2 separate regions of the Macaca mulatta genome follow, and region 2 is linked to region 1. A link is a contact called in public Hi-C data. All regions are on one chromosome and are shown on one strand. The core of a region is the stretch at or near the end of the contact, and the rest is flanking DNA. Distances in the headings are between cores, read along the strand shown.

Region 1 (3,174 bases), core at 649-3,148:
CTGAGGCCTTTTCTACCCAGACTCATCCAGTAGCTAGGTTGCCTTGAAACTCTGTTCACCTCTCTAAGGCCTACCCAGAAAGCAAGACTCCAGAGCTCTCTACTCAGACCCAACAAAGTTGTCTGGGAATCAGTGGTTTCCCAACCCACTGCCCCCAGGTTTAGGTCTATGGGGCATGTACAGGGCACCTTCTCAAGGACCCAGCAGCATCTGCACTATCCTCTTCAACTCACCCTCTGCCCTCCTCCTAGCCAGCCCAAGGATGTGAAGACATCCTCTTTCTTTTCTTTTCTTTTCTTTTTTTTGTTTGTTTTTTGAGATAGGGTCTCACTCTGTTGCCCCGGCTGGAGTGCAGTGGCACGATCGCAGCTCACTACAATCTCTGCCTCCCGGGTTCAAGCAATTCTCCAGCCTCAGCTTCCCCAGTAACTGGGATTACAGGTGTGTGCCACTATACCTGGCTAATTTTTGTATTTTTAGTAGAGACAGGGTTTCACCACGTTGGCCAGGCTGGTCTTGAATTCCTGACTTCAACTGATCCGCCTGCCTCAGACTCCCAAAGTGCTGGGATTACAGGCGTGAGCCACCGCACCAGGCGCGACATCCTCTTTCAAGGCTCACAGTCACCTAAAGCTATATGGAGTCACTTTGGCAGCTCCAGTGCCTTTGTCTCTGGTATAAATTCCTCACTTACTTCTCTTGCAACAGTGAGCCTCGCAAGAATGCACCAAGTTAACAGGAAAGACTGCAGTGCAGATGAGATGACCTTCAAATGGTCATCTCATCACCCAGATGCGCACCCAAGTAATCAGAATCCAAGGCGAATCTAGAATACCATCAAGTGCCGTCACAAAGTCCTTCCACAGAAGAGAGAAAGAAATTCCCACCTGAGGCAAGCTAAGAGGGCTGCTTGAAGGAGGCAGGGGCATGTGACCTGGTCTCAGGGGATGAGTAAAATCTCAGCTGGTGGAGGAGGAATGGGACCCAAGGCACGAAGCATCCAGATAGCCTGGGTCGGCCTCATCTCCCCAGCCTGGGATTGGGGAAGGGAGAAGGGAGATCTATACCCTAGAACCTCAGTCAAGGAGGTTGGACTTCCCCAGAATGAGGGCAGGGAGGAAGCCATGGAATACTTCGGAGGAAGGAGTGACATGATGAGACACCGCAGGCCAGTGGGGAGTCATGCAGAGTCACATGTGGAAATGTCCTTTGTCTCAAGACTCTGGCTGCAGGGCTGTGTGTGTGGAGAGAGTGGGGAAGAGAAGAGGGAGGAGATGGGGAAGAAAGAAGTGAGGGAGGTGGGGGTGGTGCAGAAAGAGGGGAGATGGAGCAGGAAGGGGGAGAAAGAACAGATGTGGGGAGACAGTGGAGTTTGCGCCCGCCCAGCTCGCAGAGGCCCCCATTTGCGGGTGTGAAAACCCACCCTGAACTTCTCTGGCCCAGGAAGTCCGGGGAGCCCCAGGTGCTTCGCTTGTGAGTGGCTCTTGTGAAAAGAAGGCAAGAGAATGTGAGGAAAAGTTGGATTCAGGTCTGATTTTTCTAAACACATTCACCAGCTGAGGCACGACTGACAGCCCCGGGATGCCCTCAAGCAGAGAAATTGTCAGAGAAGAAGGTGAGAGGAGGTGATAATTGCTGGGAGAATGAAAGCCGAAGCCACCCCAGCGAGTCTCTTGGCTTCTCCAAGCCCAGTCAGCGTCAGAGAAAATAGACGTCTGAGTTTTCTGGTTGTTCACACTCAGAAACTAAAGCCAGAAAAGTTCCAAACATCTGGCTTTTACAGCACAAAACCCCCAACGCACGTGGTAGGATCGTATTTAGTAATGTTATGGCTCCATCTACAGCCGGAGGAAGGATCGTCACTGCTAGATTTCGCCATGAGCAAGAATCCGGCCTTTGAGCTGCACAAGCTCATTGCAATTAACGCTAATAAAGCTCATTCCTGTATCTGTGCTGTTTATTCAACGCAGACTTGGAACCACACTGGAAGTTATTTATTTCAGACTGTGTCTACAACAGCAGCTGTTCAGAATATACTAGCATCTTTTTAGCCAAAATTGGTTTGGAATTTCTATTTTAAACCACTGTTTGTTATGAATTGAGTTAAATGGTTTTTTTAAAAAACACATTTTCCCTATTTTAACAATGGAAAAAATAAAAGCCCTTAAAATACTAACATTGCATTTTCTTTCGTTCATTCAACAGCTGATTAGCACCTACTATGTGTCTGGTTCTATGTTAAGTGCAATAATTAAGTCAGATCTGAATGCATCCTATTATTTACTCATCAGAGGGTATTTTTGCTACTTGTCCTTTATGTCTGGAACATTTCCACAGGAATAGTGGGAGAGGAAGAACCGAGACAACCGTGAATACAGTGTTTGGGACAAGTTAGAAACACAAGGAACATAGAATCTTTTCATGACAAAGTGGAAGCTGGAAGTCAGTCCCATAAAGGCCAGTAAGATCTTGTTCTATTATTTTTTTCCTCCTCAGAAGTGGAATTAGCTTTTTCCTACTTAAAAAGTTACCAGCTGGGGTCAGGTACGGTGGCTCACGCCAGTAATCCCAGCACTTTGGGAGATTGAGACGGGCAGATTGCTTGCACCCAGTAGTTCAAAACCAGCCTGGGCAACATCGGGAGAGCCCCATCTCTACAAAAATACAAAAAGTAGCCATGTGTCGTGGTGCACACCTGTAGTCCCAACTACTTGGGAGGCTGGGGGTGGGCGGATCGCTTGAGCCTGGGAGGTTGAGGCTGCAGTGAGCCAAGATCACACCACTGCATAACAGCCTGGGTGCTGGCTCATGTCTGTAATCCCAGCACTTTGGGAGGTTTGGATGGGGGGATCCCTTGAGCCCAGGAGTTTGAGATCAGCCCAGGCAACATAGTGAGACTCTGTCTCTACCCCAAAAAAAAAAAAAAAAAAAAAATTTAAATAGCTGGATGCAGTGGCACACGCCTGTAGTCCCAGCTATTTGGGAGGCTGAGGCAGAAGGATTGCTTGAGCTCAGAAGTTCAAGGTTGTAGTGAGCTACGATCGCACCACTGCACTCCAGCCTGGGCAACAGAGCAAGACCCTGTCACTGAAAATAAATAAATAAATAATATTTGCTTTGTGCAGAAAACTTGGAAAACAAGACAAAAAGGAATTCTAAAGATCTCGGTTATAA
Region 2 (3,277 bases), core at 21-2,520, 1.8 Mb before region 1:
CCCCTCATAAATCGGAGAGTTTAAACTTCACTGGCAAGAGGAAGATTTAAGAATTAAAATGATGAAAACTTATAAAATCTTTCCAACAGGACGGTAATTGCAGTAATAATCCCCTTTGTTATAGAAGCTACTGTATTATGGGTGACCTTGACTTCCATTATGTACTGTTACCTTTAGCTCGGAATCTATAACTCAGGGGACTATTAATTATCTTGCCATAAGTGCCGGCCAGAGTGGGGGGCTTTCTGAAAGAGTAAATGCCACATCGATATGAAGTGGAGTTTCTCTGCTGCTCGACGGCTGTTATCAGCGATTAGGGTTCAGCAGCCCGTGGTCAAAGCCAGAAGATTATTCCTGCTTAGGTTCCACACCACCTCAAACTTTTCTGATCACCATGACCTCTATCTGTGATTTATCCCAGCTTGTGAAACACAACAGTTTGTATATACAATTTAAACACTCCTACTTCTTCATCAACCACATCCCTGGGGTGTGCTCTGCTGCTAAAGTAAAATACTCTCTTTTCAAATATTGTTTTCTTTGGGGTATTTTTTTGCAATTTACAGTTTGTCCCATGGAATGATACATTCCCATCTTCTATCATGTATTCTTATCGGGATAGAGAACATTAATTATACTATATCCAGCTCAATAAATGTTGACTATCCTATGTTGGGAGTGATGCAAAGAATTTTTTTTAATAAGCTAGAAATCAGATTAAAGGAAGGCCTTTCATTTACCATCTTTTTCTTAAAAGGGCTAGCTCGAACCAACAGTCTGACTACTCAGCATCCGTTGGAAATTGTATCCTTCGATTTCAATCTTCGGTTACAGCCGAGAAACTATACTGAGAAGTTCTCAGCAGTCATGACTAAGCCCAAAGCAAAATTTCCATTTTCCCCCCTAATGCCCTAATTGAATTTAGGAGTCGGTTATGTTTTGCATAGGCATCTACCCCACATCAAGGGCAGACATTCAAAAAGAGTCTTATGGAGTGGATCAGATAAATATGGGCTGCAAATGTGCTGATTTACCCCAGCTTGTAAAACAAAACAATTTACGTATACAATTTAAACATTCTTTCTAGTTTTTCACAAACCACATCCCTTGGGTGTATAATTGAGATTTCCTTGCCACCCAGAAGATAGTGAGATAGTCCGCCGGGCTTTGTTCCCCTTCTGCGGGAGGGCGACGGGGCGCTGTGAGCTGCTGCTTAGAAATGAGCTGCCGGCAGCTTCGGATTCGCGGCTGTCAGATGCTGGACCAGGCCGGCAACGCTAGAGTGCAGGCTGACATAAGGATTAGGGACGCGCTGCAGCCAGCCCGTCGGAAAAGGCAGAAGCCTCTGCCAATAGAGGCGTTGTCTGTTACCTTCTTTATTTAGGCTTCGGGAGAGAAACCGGAGCCGAAGTAGGTAGGGGGAAAGAGGACATATTTGATGCTCAAAGGCCCCCGCCAGCTTCAGTCACATTGCCATGAGCCGGCTATCCGTATAAAATGCAAAACAGCAGCCCGAAAGGCATGCTTTTCTCCCTTGGTTCTCCCTTGGTAGAGCCCTGGAGGAGAGGATGTAGATCTTCCCGTAGGTGAGGCTGCGATCTGTCCAAGGACCTAAAACCAACTTCAGTAATCAGGGACCTGGGCACCTTTCTCCTAACTAAGGTCAGAGTAACTACAGTAAGGTGATTCAACCTAACTATCCATCAGTAAGAGAATGAGAGAGAGAGAGAGAAAAAAAGAATAAAGGAAGTGACAGAATCACATAGTGGAATACTACATCACAGTTAAAAGGAATGAACTAGGTTGACAGTTGGAAAAAATAAGTTGTAGAATTTCACAAACACACCAAGTGATACTCCCCATGGCTTCTGGATTCCTCTAGATGTAGGAAAAGTACAAAAATGAAGCAAGAAGGAAACATACAACATTCAGTCCAGCCGCTGGAGAAGGAGGAAGGGAAAGAGAAGGTTAAGATAGAGACGGGACAAAAGAAACTTTGGATTTATGTGCATTCATTTTTACTAAAGTAATCTGGAGCAAATATGGCTTTTAAAAGACATGTTTTTCTTTCTGTTTTGTGGGATTTTGTTCGTTTGTATTATTCTCAGTACTTTTTGTATTTACAGTGGTTCATTTTAAACAAAAATAATTAGAAATATGAGTGAGTGTAAACCACAGACAGACGCCCACTTTCAACATAACTCCGGTGTTGGGTCCATAAGCTCCCAAGTCAGAATACAGCGGAGAAGTTGGAGAAGTCAGTCACCTTTATAATTTTAAATGGCACCATCTGGGTGTTACTGAGTCTCTTTTCTCCCCCCACCCCCCGCCCCTCTCCTTTTAGTCAAATTAAACTTATTGATTAAAGCCCATTAGTATGTAATGGATTGTTAATTTGACTCTTTTTACAAATCATATTTATCTGCACCAATAAAATATTTGGATTTAATATTCATATGTCACATTTATGGTGATGTTGATTGAGGGCCAAGCAATTTGAAGTGAAAGCAGACACTTCGTCCTTTATTCACACAAGAGAAATGCACAATTAGCTCCATGCACTCCTCCAGAGGTGAGAAACTTAAATATAAAGAAAATTAGAGAAAAGGAGAGAAACGTGCCCCCCCTTTTTTGCAGACATGAAAGAAACTCCATATAGTGTTTGCACACTATTCAGCAATGGGCTAGAATTGGTGCGTCCTCCTCGCGTGTTACTCAAGTTATTTATAATGTGGTTGCAAAATCCCAGCTAGGAACAAAAAGTCAGATTTTTGGTAAACATCGATTAAGCTGTGGCCTCTTGTACTCATTTCTCCTACAGAGGAAAATAGAGCCCCAAGAAAGATCAAGTCCTTGCCTCCTTTTGCTGGTAGAGGGCACTTAACAGACAGTTGCTTAAAGGGAAAACATGAATAGATTTTCTGTGTATTTCAAATAGATATGAACTGAATGCTGCAGGTAGTATGGCTGCTAGGAATACAGGAGAAAAATACTGAAAACTGCTGCCATTTATTGAGTGCCTATTCTCTGCCTGGCTCCTGGAATGATAACAATATTTAACGTATAATACAGCATGAGCATCATCCAGTGGGGGTGGATGCCAGCCGAAAACACAACTGGTAAGCTTTAGTGGTGCACCAGCCAAGTTTCAGTCCTGCTTGCTTCTGGAACAGGAAATGCTACGTTTAAGTTTGTTTAATGCTCAATTAAAGGAGCTGCGTTGGCCCAGGGTGCTAATGCATTTGATGATTTCTTTTCTCTCTCTCTCTCTTTTTTT

What was found. A called contact is a pair of places that touch in the nucleus more often than the background predicts.
Region 2: a contact with region 1 is called in a Hi-C map of fetal cortex germinal zone, with 5 times the contacts expected there. The contact joins two enhancer-like sites. A contact is called at or near these places in 2 of 14 Hi-C or Micro-C datasets (fetal cortex germinal zone and fetal cortical plate).

Annotation. Positions count from the first base shown.
Region 1 is chr20:49,032,290-49,035,463 of T2T-MMU8v2.0, reverse strand. No RefSeq gene overlaps it. Among named protein-coding and RNA genes, the nearest start is that of AKTIP, 46 kb to the right of the region's middle. Within about 2 kb of position 1,898, at least 2 of the 40 cell types and tissues checked have an H3K27ac peak or open chromatin away from gene starts, as enhancers often do. A contact at or near this core is called in fetal cortex germinal zone, where this site is marked.
Region 2 is chr20:50,853,689-50,856,965 of T2T-MMU8v2.0, reverse strand. No RefSeq gene overlaps it. Among named protein-coding and RNA genes, the nearest start is that of IRX6, 47 kb to the right of the region's middle. Within about 2 kb of position 1,270, at least 15 of the 40 cell types and tissues checked have an H3K27ac peak or open chromatin away from gene starts, as enhancers often do. A contact at or near this core is called in fetal cortex germinal zone, where this site is marked.